Linked DNA regions of Mus musculus: all the other regions are linked to region 2. Evidence: chromatin contacts called from public HiChIP or PLAC-seq and Micro-C data. All regions are on one chromosome and are shown on one strand. Each heading gives the region's core, a stretch centred on a gene start, on an enhancer-like site or on the middle of the called end of the contact. The rest is flanking DNA. Distances are from core to core; before and after follow the strand shown.

Evidence for each region. Hi-C and Micro-C count contacts between places; a contact is called where the count stands out from the background. HiChIP or PLAC-seq counts read pairs in DNA pulled down with a chosen protein or histone mark.
Region 1: a Micro-C map of embryonic stem cells shows a contact between it and region 2, with 2.4 times the contacts expected there. The contact joins the promoter of Wdr26 here to the promoter of Cnih3 in region 2. A contact is called at or near these places in 1 of 39 promoter capture datasets (the SN4741 cell line), 6 of 484 Hi-C or Micro-C datasets (cerebral cortex, cortical neurons, embryonic stem cells and 1 more), 2 of 115 datasets of contacts at active chromatin or transcription factors (bone marrow-derived macrophages and double positive thymocytes) and 1 of 9 other capture datasets (adipose tissue).
Region 3: an H3K4me3 HiChIP or PLAC-seq map of forebrain shows a contact between it and region 2, with 3 times the contacts expected there. The contact joins the enhancer-like site here to the promoter of Cnih3 in region 2. A contact is called at or near these places in 15 of 39 promoter capture datasets (the 3T3-L1 cell line, 3T3-L1-derived adipocytes, the HPC-7 cell line and 9 more), 13 of 484 Hi-C or Micro-C datasets (the C2C12 cell line, the G1E-ER4 cell line, the HL-1 cell line and 8 more), 14 of 115 datasets of contacts at active chromatin or transcription factors (SST interneurons, bone marrow-derived macrophages, craniofacial prominence and 10 more) and 2 of 9 other capture datasets (liver and macrophages).
Region 4: a Micro-C map of embryonic stem cells shows a contact between it and region 2, with 2.9 times the contacts expected there. The contact joins the promoter of Cnih4 here to the promoter of Cnih3 in region 2. A contact is called at or near these places in 1 of 39 promoter capture datasets (liver), 2 of 484 Hi-C or Micro-C datasets (both in embryonic stem cells) and 2 of 9 other capture datasets (adipose tissue and liver).
Region 5: a contact with region 2 is called in an HNF4G HiChIP or PLAC-seq map of pancreatic cancer cells. The contact joins the enhancer-like site here to the promoter of Cnih3 in region 2. A contact is called at or near these places in 11 of 39 promoter capture datasets (the 3T3-L1 cell line, 3T3-L1-derived adipocytes, the HPC-7 cell line and 6 more), 12 of 484 Hi-C or Micro-C datasets (the C2C12 cell line, the G1E-ER4 cell line, the HL-1 cell line and 6 more) and 11 of 115 datasets of contacts at active chromatin or transcription factors (bone marrow-derived macrophages, craniofacial prominence, embryonic basal ganglia and 7 more).

The regions. Positions count from the first base shown.
Region 1 is chr1:181,210,672-181,213,371 of GRCm38.p6, forward strand. It overlaps Wdr26 (WD repeat domain 26), which reads right to left and starts at 1,307. Exons shown (of 14, transcript NM_145514.5): 1 at 405-1,307. The coding sequence starts at 766. Gm38664 reads left to right here and starts at 765. Exons shown (of 6, transcript XM_011238899.2): 1 at 765-828; 2 at 1,139-1,375. The coding sequence starts at 765.
Region 2 is chr1:181,351,325-181,354,024 of GRCm38.p6, forward strand. It overlaps Cnih3 (cornichon family AMPA receptor auxiliary protein 3), which reads left to right and starts at 1,304. Exons shown (of 6, transcript NM_001160211.1): 1 at 1,304-2,182. The coding sequence starts at 2,102.
Region 3 is chr1:181,534,398-181,537,097 of GRCm38.p6, forward strand. It overlaps Gm32767 (a long non-coding RNA gene), which reads right to left. Exons shown (of 3, transcript XR_373754.2): 3 at 599-1,404. Among named protein-coding and RNA genes, the nearest start is that of Gm32767, 4.3 kb to the right of the region's middle. Within about 2 kb of position 1,349, at least 72 of the 459 cell types and tissues checked have an H3K27ac peak or open chromatin away from gene starts, as enhancers often do. A contact at or near this core is called in SST interneurons, forebrain, hippocampal neurons and 2 more, where this site is marked.
Region 4 is chr1:181,149,607-181,152,306 of GRCm38.p6, forward strand. Cnih4 (cornichon family AMPA receptor auxiliary protein 4) reads left to right here and starts at 1,325. Exons shown (of 5, transcript NM_030131.3): 1 at 1,325-1,455. The coding sequence starts at 1,387.
Region 5 is chr1:181,551,617-181,554,316 of GRCm38.p6, forward strand. No RefSeq gene overlaps it. Among named protein-coding and RNA genes, the nearest start is that of Gm32767, 13 kb to the left of the region's middle. Within about 2 kb of position 1,330, at least 113 of the 459 cell types and tissues checked have an H3K27ac peak or open chromatin away from gene starts, as enhancers often do. A contact at or near this core is called in the C2C12 cell line, the G1E-ER4 cell line, the HL-1 cell line and 3 more, where this site is marked.

The sequences.
Region 1 (2,700 bases), core at 57-2,556, 140 kb before region 2:
TGGGCTGCTGTCGGTCAGGGGTGGGGGTGGGGAGGTGTCCCACAAAGATGCCTCTGAGACACACTTGAAAAACAAATCCTCCAAGGTTCATTATTTCCACCGCTCTGATCCACCCCTCCCCCAGCATAAACAACCTCGGTGTCCGCCTTCCCGGACAGACAATCCTGCTCTGGAGGTGCGCGGGGAGGGGTCGCCCTGGGTTTCCACTACCCCTCCCCAGCCCAGGCGGCTCGGCTGGCCTTAAGACATCGGGCCGATTCCCTTTCCTAGACCTCCCCTCCACCGCCCCCCCCCCCAGGGCTGTCTGTCCCCGGCCTCCTGCGCACTGGGCCCCGGGGTCCCCGCAACCCACCCGGCCGCTCGGCCCCGGCCTGGCCCTCACCAGTTGTAGGACGGACACTTACTTGAGCCCTAGGCCATTGAGGTGCTGTCCTATGAGCCTAATGACATCCTCATCGGACTGCGAGAGCCGCTTCTTCTTCTTGAGGCTGCTGCCCAGCTCGGGGGTGGCCTGGGCGGCGGCGGCGGTGGCGGAGGCCGCGGCGGCCCCGCCGGGAACCCCGTTATTGACACTCAGGCTGTTGCTATTGTTGCCAGCGGCGGAGGGGGCGGCAGGCAGGAGCCCGTTGGCGTGGGCCAGGTCCCCCGCGGACGTCGCCGAAGGGGACGACTCCCCGTTCTGCGCCGACAGGCAGGCGAGCTCCGGGGTCTGGCCCTGGCCCCCGCCGCCCCCGCCGCCGCCTCCTCCCGCCCCGTTGGCCTGCATGGTGCCGCCGCTGACCAGGCTGTGGCCGCTGCTCCGCTGCGGGGCGGCGGGGGCGGCCGGAGGCAGTCCCACCACCACCACCACGGAGGAGGAGGAGGAGGAGGCGGCCGGCGAGGGCGAGGGCGGGGGGGGGAGGCCTGCTCGGCCCGCCGAGGCCCCGGGCTCTCCTGCTCCCTCCGCCGCCGAGGCTCGGGGCTTCTTTCGCGGGGGCGGGGAGGCTCCGCCGGCGTCCGAGTCGGAGGAGGAGGAAGCGGAGGCCAGAGTTTCCTCGCCGAGAGAGGCCGTGGTGGGAGGCCGGCGGGGCGCGGCGGGGGTCGGCGGGGCGGGAGGAGGGGGAGAAGGAGGACCGGGCCCTTCCCCCCCCCTCCGGAGGCGCTCGCGGCGCGGCCCGGGGGCTCGCGGGCACTGGGGGGGGCGCGGGCCCGAAGCTGGGAGCCCGGACGGCGGCGGCGGAGGCGGCGGCGGAGGCAGCGGCCGCCTCGGTGCTGGGTCCGCGCCGCTCCGCTCCCTGGTGTGTTGATTCTTCCCCCAGCTGCTGTCTAATGGAGTCCGGGCGCTGGCGTCACAGGAAATGCCTATACTGCCCTCCTCGCTCACTTCCGGCAGCAGGTATGGAACCTATAGGGGGCTGTCACCCGGCACGTGTGTGTCCGGCGGCCGGGGTGAGGCCGTGGGGTGAAGGCGAGGGCGGCCGGGGGTGGGGGTCCGGCCCCGGCGGGGAGGCGCGACTCAGCACGACCTGGCCCGCCTGTGCGAGGCCGCCCTGGCTCCCCGGGTCAGGCGTGCGAGCTCGGCCTGCAGTAAGTTCGCAGCCTCGCTCCGGGGCCCTGCAGGGTGGGAGGCGGAGATCACGTCCTCGCCCTGCACCCTGAGTGACCCAGAAAGGAGCGAGCGGCCGGCGTGGAGGGGGCCGCAGACGCACTGGCACGGGCCAGGGTGGGGCCGCCGGCGGCCTGGTTTTGCAGCTTGTGACTTCGAGCACAAGGGTGTGCTAGGCCCCTGGCCACCGGCTTCTTGCTCTGCACTCAGGATTTAACCACTGCCTCGGTTTAGGGTGGAAACACTTGAACTTGCACAGCCAAGCACCACACACAGTTGTATCCGTGTCAGTCCAGGACAAGGGAGATGACAGCAGAGCTGAGTGTGCTCCACCCTGGGAAGGCGAAGTCGGCCGTAAACTGCCTTCCCTCTGGGAGGAAAAACAACAACTCGTGGGGGCAAGACGTTTCAAAGGCTGAGGGTGTGTAGAGGCGCTTTGCTTTGGAGTTTTACTAGGTTTGTTTTGTCTTTCTTTTAAGTGCTCGCTCAGATGTCTTGTTCCTGGTTCCTGTACCTCTGACCGAGGGGTGGGATTGGGGCACCGTTTCAGATTCTGGTTTGAAATTTTCAAGTGGCCGGAGTTTCACTGTCCCAGCGCTTTAAACGGCTTTCTTGAGTGGAGAAACACAGCAGCAGAGAACTGAGTAACTATGTTACTCTGTGGCAAATGGTCCATGGGGCCCTAGTCAGTTTCATGGACTTGGGTCGTAGCATGTAGACCTGGTGTGGACAGATATTTTTCCTGACGTGACTTCCATTTGGGAGGAAAACAACAACAAAAAGACCAAACAAACAGACCCAACAGCCTTAAGCAATACATCTTATGTCTCTGAAATTTACAACACTCACAGCTCAGTAATTTTTAGGTCTTTGGGGACAGCCTTTTTTAAATTTAGAAGTGTAATAAAAATTAGCCTATGATTTGTCAAGAATCCTGAGCTCTCTTCATCTTGAGACTGGGAAGAGAGACAGAGACCAGGGCAGTCTTACAGAGATCTAGCATTGTGGCTGTCATGCTTTAAATATGCTTTCAGGTGTCAGCTGTAATTGCAAAGTGACTCACATACGGTGTTTGTATTCACCTGAGACAGACCTTCATTTTAGCTGAGGTTCAT
Region 2 (2,700 bases), core at 54-2,553:
GGAAACTCATGCCTGCTACTATATATCTGGCCCAGAATCCATGGTTGGGGAATTGTTCATGTCCAGAGGACACTCTCTACAATTTTGCTAAATGGAACTAGTATCAAACTGTCCTCTAACTTTGTATCTCTATACCTATAGGTTGGTGCAGCTCTTAGATCTCATGAGGGAAGTTGTTTTGTGCCGTGGAGGGCAGTTAAGGTAAATACATGACCTGTCAAAGTGCAGTGGAGTGCTCAGCCAGCCACAAATGGACAATCATATCACACTCCTTCTCCCTAAGTTTCAGGGACCATCATGGAGAGGTGGCAGAAAAGGGGCCAAAGCCTGTAAGATCCAGAGGTTGGGGAGGATGGGAGCGAAGCATTCTTTTCTGTACATAATCCGATGTTCTGAGGTGCACCTCAGATTCCCGGGGGACTTGCTTGCTACTCGTCTCTCAGGACATTTCTTCTTGCTTCCTGTGCTGACTCATCTGAAATCCAAGTTCTATCTGCAGGGTTGGATTTTTTTTTTTTTTATTGAGCAATTATGATACAATTTTTTAAGATGCTTAACCTCTGTGACAGAGGTCCCTACATTTACGGATTGACTGGGTACCAATTGCTCCCTGCTAGGTCCTGTTGGGTTTGAAGACACTCAATTGCTATTCAGGTTTTATTTAAGGAGGCTAAGAAAGTTGGAGGTAGGAGCGAGTCTGCTTTCAACAGTAAGCTCTTAGTAATGTAAGCTCTTAGTAATGCCACAGAGCAACACAGAAACACTTTCTGCACCCTTGCCTTATCCCCTCCTCCCCCACCTCCCACTCCCCACTGACCAGGTTCCAATAATCCCAAGGTCAGATGGAGCAGGATAGTGGAGGATGCGAGGGATGGGCGCTGATTCAGAATCCTATGGGGGGCACAGGGTAGAGCAGTAAAGGCACCCTAGATCAGAAGTAGATTACAGTTTGGGAAATCTGCCTAAGCAGGACCCAACCAACAGGAGCCCTCCACTCCCTCGATCCCTCACTTCCCTGCTCTGGTGTGCTCCAAAGGGCTGGAAGCCTAGGGGCGGCCGACGCGTTGTCGCCATAGCCTTCCGCCTTCCCACTCTCTCCGGGCGCACGTGCTCAAAGAGTCCCTGCCCCTCCCGCCTCCGCGCGCGCGGGGCCGCAAGTTTCCTACGAGAGGCGGGCGAGCACCGCATCTTCTCTCCGCCGCCTCCCTGGCCCCCGCCGCTGCCGCTGCAGTCTCCGCCCGCGGGGAGGGCGCGCTCTGGAGCCGGCGAGGGTGGGGCGCCGCGAGGGAGGGGTCCCAGCGCCGCATTCCTCGCGGCGCCCGCGGCAGCAGCAGAAGCAGCAGCAGCAGCAGGTGGAGCCCCATTCAGCTGCGAGCCGCTCTTGGCCGGAAACCCGCGCCGCAGCCGCCTGGCCGGGAGCTGGCCCTCCAGGCTGGAGCCCACGCCGCCCCGGCCCGACCCAGTTTCCCAGGCACCGGGTTACCGAAGCCGGCGGCCGGGGGACGCGGTTGGGTCCGGGGCCGGATGCATCTCAGTGCGCATAGCTGCGCTGGGAGACCCCAGCCCGGGGCGCAGGGCTAACGGGACCTGGCCCACCTCAAGACTTGTGCTCTGGGGACAGAGCGGCTTTGGGATTCGGAGTCCAGGCACCTGGCCGGAGGCTGTTGAAGTCTGGGTGTCGTGCTCACCCCACCTCTTTGCTTGGGCACCAACAGAGAGAGCTCTTTCCAGAGGACCGGACCTCCTCGCCTGGTCCAGAGTGGAGTCCTCGCACCCGGTGCCTGTTAGTTTCGAGAACCTTTCTAGTTGACACTGGTCTGCAGGTGTTCTCTGCTGGTTAGGTTTCTTCTTCGGCTAGGGGGACTGTTGCTACCAGAGGCATTCTGTGCCTGTGGGCGCTCCAAGTCCCGGGTCTCCAGTCCTGCCAGAATCGTCCGGGCTTCGCTGACCCTCAACTCTGTCTCTGCTTGTCGTGGGTGCTTCTAGTCGTTTGGGTTTTTACCCGGAGTGTGTAGACTAGACATCTTTCTGACTGCTAATTGGGAAGGCACTGGTCTCCAGGGAGCGGCTTTGTGTGTGGTGGGATCCGGGGTCCTCAGCCATGGCCTTCACTTTCGCTGCTTTCTGCTACATGCTGTCCCTGGTGCTCTGCGCTGCGCTCATCTTTTTCGCTATCTGGCACGTGAGTAACCTGCAGAGGCTTCTAACTCTCCTGTACCCCAAAGTCCTCCCTCCCCCCACGCCCACCTCATTTCCTCATTTCACCGGCCTTTTAGACATAGCAGGCGTGGGCGGACCGCGAGGTCAGGCAGAAGTACTTTCTGGGCAGACCTTGTCCATCTCCCCTGTCCCGGGGCAGGAGACACAGTTCTTGGCATCCTGAGACCAGGCGGTACCGCGCCGGGCGCCTACCTGCCTTGGCTGGAGCCAGTGACTGGTGGAGCCTCCCTGCGGGGCACATTCCTGGGCGTGGCAAGGTGTCCCAGCCAGGCCAGGAGTAGTGGCTCAAAACCCCATCTGCTGGGCTTCCGCACCCCACTCCCTTCTCTCCTGCCTGCAGGAGAGAAGAAGCCCTGCCAGTGTCCCAGGCAATTAGTCAAGTAACTATAACAACTAAACATTTAAAATGTCAGCATCTGTGGTGGGTTGCGTTTAGACATAATTGGAGACGAAGTGGAAACACAACCAGAGCGCCTTGTA
Region 3 (2,700 bases), core at 99-2,598, 180 kb after region 2:
GAACAGAAGAGTAAAAGACACATTTGTGTATTGTGAACGGCCGTGATTTCAGTGAGGCTGGTTACCTAGAGAGAACTTGTGCTGCCCTTTGGCAGGGATCAGGGCCCGACATCCAGGTCCGTGGGCTCTTGATGTTCTTCTAGTCTTTCCTGGGTCAAAACTCAGTACTATTTCAAACTCAAAGCTGTTGAAGCGAACATTTATCTTCCATATGGAGAACTGACCAATGATGTAGAAGAACTCCTCAGGACTACAGACAGCTTTTCTCCCCCATCCTTATCCAAAACAGTATTTATGCACACGGAGTCAACTGACAGGGTTACCAGTGTTCCCTGCAAATTATAAATGTGCCCACATGCTTCTCACCCATGACTGCTCCAGGACGCCATCGCGTGGATCCAGTTACTAACCATGGTAATGTCCCCTCTGGTGGGTCCCCTCTCCCTGCTTCCCCACCCACCCTCCTTTTTTATTTCACATAGGAAACAGGAAGTCTCATCATCAGGCAAAGCCTCGAAGTGGGACCTTAACATTTGCTACTACATAATTCATGCAGATGGCAAGGTCAACAGGGCTTTGAGAGTTTATTTTGGGAGGGTGGTTTTCTGCAATTCAAATGCAGGAGTAAATGTCAACGCTAATAAAATAAAAATTCTTACAGTAGAGACTGTGTTACTAACTACAAACCAGGTGGAGGGGTGGGCTGGCTTCTCCGAGCTCACGGAGTCTTACTTCCTGCCTAATGAACGGCTCAATTCCTTCTGAAAGGCAAACACACACTGAGATAAGAAGAGCAAACTGGTAAGCCAGCAGGAGAAGTAATTTAAACCAGATTGGTGTCTCTCTCCATAAAAGGAGTAGGTTTCAGGTGTGTCTTGTAACAAAATCTAGCAATGCCGAGAGGGTCACATCACCGCAGCATGTTGGTCAGGGATTACACAAAGCATCCCATTGTTCTGATGTCACTGTGAGGCTCGTACAGAGAACTAGTGTATGGAAGGAGTCCTTGGAACGTTACTGTGTTCTATAGTTTTGTGATGATGTCTTGAGTTCTATCCAGTACAGGACAATTTTTATTTTTTATCAGTCTTCCTCTGTCTTTCTTGCCATATGGCTCTGAAATACTTTGTTCTATGACTGGGCTGGCTAAACTCGGGCCTGCTAAGTTTGCTATGTGGCCTGATGCCAGGCAACTGGATGGTTCAGGGAATAAAGATCATTAACTGTCAGCCGAGTATGTCAAGTCCCTGCTGGAAACAGCACGATGCACACGGACAGAGATCAGTTGCAGTAGGCTCGCTCATCCAGGAGACTTCTCTGCACTAGTGAGAATGAGTCATAGCTTCCATAGTCAGTCAGTGTGATGAATATTCCATGCAGGCTGCTGAGCCCAAGCAGCTGGACCTAAAGAGAATATACCACACTGTTCTATTTATACATGCAGAATAGGAAGCCATACAACCGTGTCTTAGTTAGCGTTCTACTGCTGAGAACAGACACCAGAACCTAGGACAACGTTTAACTGGGTCTGGCTTACAGGTTCAGAGCTTCAGTTCATTATCATCAAGGCAGGAGCATGGCAGCATCCAGGCAGACATGGTGTAGGAGGAGCTGAGAGTTCTACATCTTATTCTGAAGACAAACAGAAGACTGGCTCCCATGTGGTTAGGAGGAGGGTCTTAAAGCCCACACCTACAGTGGCACACCTCCTCCAACAAGGCCACACCCACAAATAGTGCCATTTCCTGAGCCACTCCCTGGGCCAAGCATATTTGAACTACCACAAGTTGATTCCCCTTGTTAGAAATGATGCCTTGTGACAGAAGCATCCTGAATGCTATGAACATCTCATTCCTGGATTTGGGGGATTGGCGCCCAGCTTATAAGAGTCCTCTGAGCTGTCTACTGTGGTGTGTGCTTATGCATACATGTATGTTTGCATGTTCGTGTATGCGTGAGTGTGTGCATGTGTCTATGTAAACAGACACACATTTGACAAAGTTGACATTGGGTGTCTTCCTTGATTGCGTTCCACTTAATCTATTGAGGCAGGATCTCTCAACTGAACGGAACTTGCCAATTCTGGCTAGTGTAACTGGCCAGCTTGTCCAAGGGATCCGCAGTCTGTTTCTCCAGTGTTGGGATTAAGGTGACCAGCGCATCTGCCAACCTTTTACATAGTTTCTGGGGATCTCAGGCTCAGTCTTCATGACTCTGTTACAAGTGCTTTAGCCACCGAGCCATCTCTCTAGCCTATGATATTAATTCTGCTATCGATGGTACTATATCTCCTGTAGCACAGACTGGCCTCAAACTCAGTGTGTAGCTGAAGCTGGCCTTCAGCTCTGATCTTCCTGCCTCCACTCGCAAACACTAGGATTACAAGCATGGGATATGAATGGAATCTGGCTCGTAAATTATTTAGTATTCTTTTGCAGTGTGTGTGTTGTGTATATGTATGTATGTATGTATGTATGTATGTATGCATATATGGAGTGTATGTCTGTGTATGTGTATATGTGTGTGTTATATGTATATATGTGTATGTGTGTTTATGTTGTGTGTGTATGTGTGTCTGTGTATATGTGTGTGTCATGTGTGTATATGATGTGTGTGTATATGCGTGCATGTTCCACCTCAGTCACTTTGATATTCATTTCTTTATATTATAAGCAAAACTCTAAAGCTCCCCTGAGTGCC
Region 4 (2,700 bases), core at 75-2,574, 200 kb before region 2:
AGAGCACCCATACATTAAAAAATTTAAACAAACAAACAAAATAATTGTGGTTAATTGTGGTGTGAGCTATTACATTTTCTCAGGATAAAAGACCATCTAAGGGATGTAGGACAGGCCCAGTGTGGTGGTAAAAAGGGTGCTGGATCCGTGGAGATGGAATTACAGACAGTTGTGAGCTGCCATCCAGATTCTGGGAATGGAATCCAGGGAGCCATCCCTCCAGCACACCCCCTACCCCATCCTGTTTTTTTTTCTTTTTTCTTTTTAAGCACAGCAAGTGCCTACTGTCTTGGGCCTCTCTGCTCCTTGTAAATCGTCCAACCCTGTGTGAAACCCTCAGCCTGGTCTCTGCTGCTCTTCAGGGGTTTCTTCCTGCCCTTCAGGGTACTTGGGACTGCTTTTAATTTCTGTGGTTTATTCTATCTCCCCTACACTTACTATGCAAGGTGCAGGCTTGTGGGTGCCTCCCCTCTCTGTTCATTGTGTCTCTTAAGACCTAGAACAGTGCCTCACATACACTACCTGCTTTAAATTTAAATTTAAAATGAAAGTTAAATAAATGGATGAGCGAGTGAATGGCTGCTGGAATTGGCTTCCAAAGGCAACAGAACCCACCCAAGTTCTGTTTTGAATATTTAGTTGCTACTTTATTGCCCTTTTAACCACCAGAGCAGTTGTTTGCTCTGTTCATCTCTGCACTTGAAGTGTACAGTAGCTCTTGGTCTATAGTAAGGGTGTAGTAAAAATTATTTGCCTCCCTCTTTAAAAAAAGGTTGATAACTGGATTCTGTAAAATTCTTCAAATTCAGAGGTGAGAAAGCTTGCTGTTATCAAGAATTGGCAAGCAACTGGGTAAGTGCTGGGGAAACAGGTCAGGAACTGAAGAGCAGAACTCAGTGGCTTTGTATTTGAGATGAAAAGTTATAGAATGCAGGAGGGTAGAGAACAGGCGTTAAAGCAGCCATGTGTGGAGACCTATGCCAATAATCCCAATGCAAAGAGACCCAAGTTAGAGGCCAGGCTGGGCTTACAGAGCAAGATCATACCACTCGCATACAAAGCGCATTCCACAGAAACCAACAATGATAGGCAAGGAAGGATGGATACAAAGTGAAAGAGAGACAGAAAATTTCATATGATAGGCAAGGAAGGATGGATACAAAGTAAAAGAGAGACAGAAAATTTCATACAGGGTGAGTAACTTCATGCAGTGGATACTAAATGAGGGTGAGGTCCACCTGCTATGCTCCCTGGGCACTAGTGAACTTCATTTCCCATCATGCATCGCGTCGCGGAGGTGGCGTTTTTGGACCACAACTCCCGGCATGCCGCCTATCCCAGCGGCGCGGCCCGAAGCTGGTTTGACGGGCGGAGCGGCGGCGGAGGATGGAGGCGGTGGTGTTCCTCTTCTCGCTCCTCGACTGTTGCGCGCTCATCTTCCTCTCCGTCTACTTCGTATCCTTGGTTGAAGCGGGCCGCGGCCGCCGCTCGTTCCCAGGGCTACCGCCGGGGCAATGGGCAGAGGGTGGGCCCGGCGGGCGCTGGCAGGTTGGGGTGAGGGGGCGGCGGCGCGGGCCCGGGTCGCGAGCGGAGGAGCCTCGCTGCGCCTCGGGCGGGCCTGAGCCAGCTCCCCCTGCCTCCTCTTCGCCTGCCTGGGCCGCCGGGGGTCCCCGAGAGAGCGAAGCCGTTCAGGGGCATAGCCGGCCGGCCTGAGGCTTTGCCGCCTTCTCTAGTCCCCGGCAGCACCCTTGCCCCTTTGTCCTTGTGGGTGTCTGCCCTTCTGGAGACTCCCCACACCCAGGAGATGACTCATTCCAAGAACTGGCGGTGTGCTTCCTTCACGTGCAGTTCTTTAGGGTTTTTGAAAGAAGCATCCACAAAGTGTTTCTGGTTGCCTTCCGCAGTGGACTATCTGTAAACTCAGTAACTATACCTGTGGCTTAATCCCCAGTTTCTAAACTTTATATATATATATATAAAATCCGTGTTAACATTCAGTATTTTCTATAGTTGTTTCTGTTACAGGTTTCAAACAGTATTTTCCAGACCAGTACATGGTGTTCTTCAGCCTAGCACTGTAGTAGTTGTGTGATGTGACTTCAGTACTCTCAGTCCTTGGGGGATGATAGTCTTTGTTACAGCACGCTGCTGTAATGCAGTAGTGTAATGCACAGACCACTTTTAAGTAATTAGATATGACTAGTAAAGTGCTCCAGGACCTGTGGCTGTTGCCCCTTTCCCTATGAAATCACGTCCTCTTTTCTGATCGAATTGAACTTTTTGTTTGTGCAGCCCTGGAATGGCTGCACAGAATATATTTCCCGCTTTTATGATGAACTGACAGTTTGTCTTAATAGGAAGAAACAAACTTTGGAACTATGAACCTTGCCCAGTACTGTATCTTACCTGCTTCGATTTTCTTTAGGATTGTAGATATGTATTTCCTAAATATACACAGTGAGAATTTGTGTCAAACACCCAGTGGCTGCCCAATTGAAATTATCTAGCAGCAGTTCTTACTTTGATGATTTCTCATGCAAAGAGCCCTGTGTTTTATTAGCTTTGAGGAACTGAATAAAAGGGCAAGATCTCTTACCTAAGTTCCAATGACCATTGTTTAGCTTATGATATAAGGGACCAGAGCTGTTTGACAGAAATGCAACAACAATTTTTTATTATTTTTGTAGTTTGGAAAATTTG
Region 5 (2,700 bases), core at 80-2,579, 200 kb after region 2:
TGCAAGGAAGGGAGATTCTGTGTGGATAACTGTAGAGGCCTCTCACTTTCTCCCTGCAAGGCTGGTGAGAAAGCTGGGTCTATCCACGGCCAGAGGATGGGTGGATCCAGTTTCTGGCTGCAAAGTTTCACAGCAAAGCCAAGGCTGTGGTTGCTGCTATGATGGAGCGACTTGGAGCCACAAGGGGTCAAAAGCACTTTTGAATCTGAGATGAAGTGTTTCCTGCCCCCCTTCTTTCCTCCCTTCTTCCCTTCTTTCCTCCCTCCCTTGTTCCCTCTCTTCCTTTCTTCCTTCCTTCCTTCCTTCCTTCCTTCCTTCCTTCCTTCCTTCCTTCCTTCCTTCCTTCCCTCCTCTCTTCCTTCTTTGCTTCCTTCTTTGCTTGCATGTTTTTATTTCCCTTTTGCCATTTCAGCCAGCAAGTTGCACTCTTTCTTATGCTAGCACAGAGAAAATGAGCTAGTAAAGTCCTTGCTGGCTGATGTCCCACTTGCTGTGCAGGGTAATAAGGACCTTCACTAGGGAGGCATCTTTGGGGAGTGGAGGACAAGGGATTGTCCTGTGGCCTCTGCAGCTTGACTTTATTTCCTGACTTGCTGTTGCCCCTCTCTAAAGTAGGTATTACTTCCTCCATCCTTAGTGCCTGGGAGTCAGGCTTAGGATATCCTGCAGTCACTGCTATTGGAGGTGAACCAGAGGGAGCCTAGCTTGCTTTTCCTCCTGGTTTTTGACAAGTTCTTTTATGGGATCAGTTCTTGTACTGCCATGGGAGAAAGGAGTTAAGTAATCAGGGAGGCCTTCTAGGTGACACCTAAAGCCAGAAACCTTAGTAACTTTATCTGTACATTAGAAACCTCCAACCCCCTGTCCCAGCCCTGTGCAGCTTAGAGGACATGGGAATTCAAGTCCCAGCAGGATACTGCTAGAACCAAGGGACTGAAACAGAAAGAGCAGGACAGCAGGAGCCTAAGAGCTGTGTAAGGAGGGGGAGGGAGAGTCACAGCCTACTTAGCTGCCAGGACAGCAAGGCAGAGACAGCCAGAGAACTGGACTGACAAATGAGGGCACTCCAGACTTTGGCAGATGGCAGCAAAACCACACCAGCTGCTTTTTTTCCCAGGGCTGCCCGGTCCATTTGCCAGCCATGTCATGTTTACTCTTAGGACATAAAGAGAGGTTCACTGGAAGAGGGTGACTTCAAGGCTTCTCACTGGTACTTGGAGAGCTCTGTCCAGTTGAGCAGCCTCGGCACATGTGCCACTACTGTGTTGCCCCTGGCAGAGCCGTCCCCTGACAGGCATCAGCATCCCCACTTATGCAAGTCAACCCTGGCTATGATGTAACTTTTTATGCCCTGTGACTCAGGGTGGAGGGACTCCTTGGTCCCTCAGACAGCTCAGTGATTCCTTAATCATTTCCTCCTTTTAAGTCCTTAGTCACTGCGGGAGATCTGGCTGATTTCTAAGTTTATCACTCCTTGCTCCCCGGAGAGCATTTAGTAATATGCTGCAGGGGACAGGAGCTCTCAAAGCCCGTGAAGAAAATGGGCTTTCAGACACCCCCACCCCCACCCAGAAGAAGAGCAGAGGGTGTGGTTTGAGGATGCCTGGCACCTGGGCCTCTGTGTCCCTGAACAGATGGCAGCTTACACTGCTGGCTGGAGAACTGGGAAAGTTCAGAGCTGCCTTCAGAAGGTCGACACCCACTCACCACCCTGATGAACACCCACGGATGTGACGGTCATATCTAAGAAGAGGAGGGTGCGGCTACAGACAGGGGTTTCTGTGACTCAACACAATCATCTCTCTTGGCTAAATCTCTAATATCTGCTCCCCGTTGAGGAACTTTGGGGTCCCAAAGAGGCATCCATTTACTTCTGCATTGGGGGTGGAGGACTTTACATGTTGGCTGAATTGTGTCTTTTAAATGACATCGCAAGCCAGGCATGGTAGCGTGTGCCTGTTATGGTTCCTAGCACTCAGAAAGCCAAGGCAAGAGGATAGACAGCTATGGGTCAGGATGGGCAACACAGGGAGACGATCTCAAAACAAAACAAAAATGCCTCGAGAAATTGATTTAATTCCTCCCTCTCTGTTTCCCTCCTTCTCTCTTTTTCCGTCCTCTCCCGTCCTCCTCTCCCCATTTGCAGGTTACTGAAATGTTACAGTAACCAATACGATCAACTTGATTTCTCCTCTCAACAGTACAGTTTCAGGTTTCGAGTTGAGAAGTTAGTTGAGTGTGGATGCGGCCCATTCCCTTTATAGCTATTGATCATAGTTCATTGCGGTTCCTTGTATGAGTATAGTATTTTTTGTTTTATGGACTTCACTTGCTGAACATTTAGATTTGTTTCTAGAGTTTTCCGCCAATACCATATAGTAATCCCTCTCCCTGCGTGGGCTCCCTGCGTGGGCTCCCTGCGTGGGCTCCCTGCGTGGGCTCCCTGTGTGGGGCTCCCTGCGTGGGCTCCCTGTGTGGGGCTCCCTGCGTGGGCTCCCTGTGTGGGGCTCCCTGCGTGGGCTCCCTGCAATGTTTGCAGTAAGAGGTTTATTGCTGAAATACAAGTTGAATAACGCTGTGCATGGCCACCTGACGCTCTGTGGCCAGTGAATTGCTTGTCGCACTTGAGCAAAAGGTTCCTGTGTGTTATATAAATATTTAATCCTAATCAAGGGTTTCTACCCCACCTTTGACCATTTA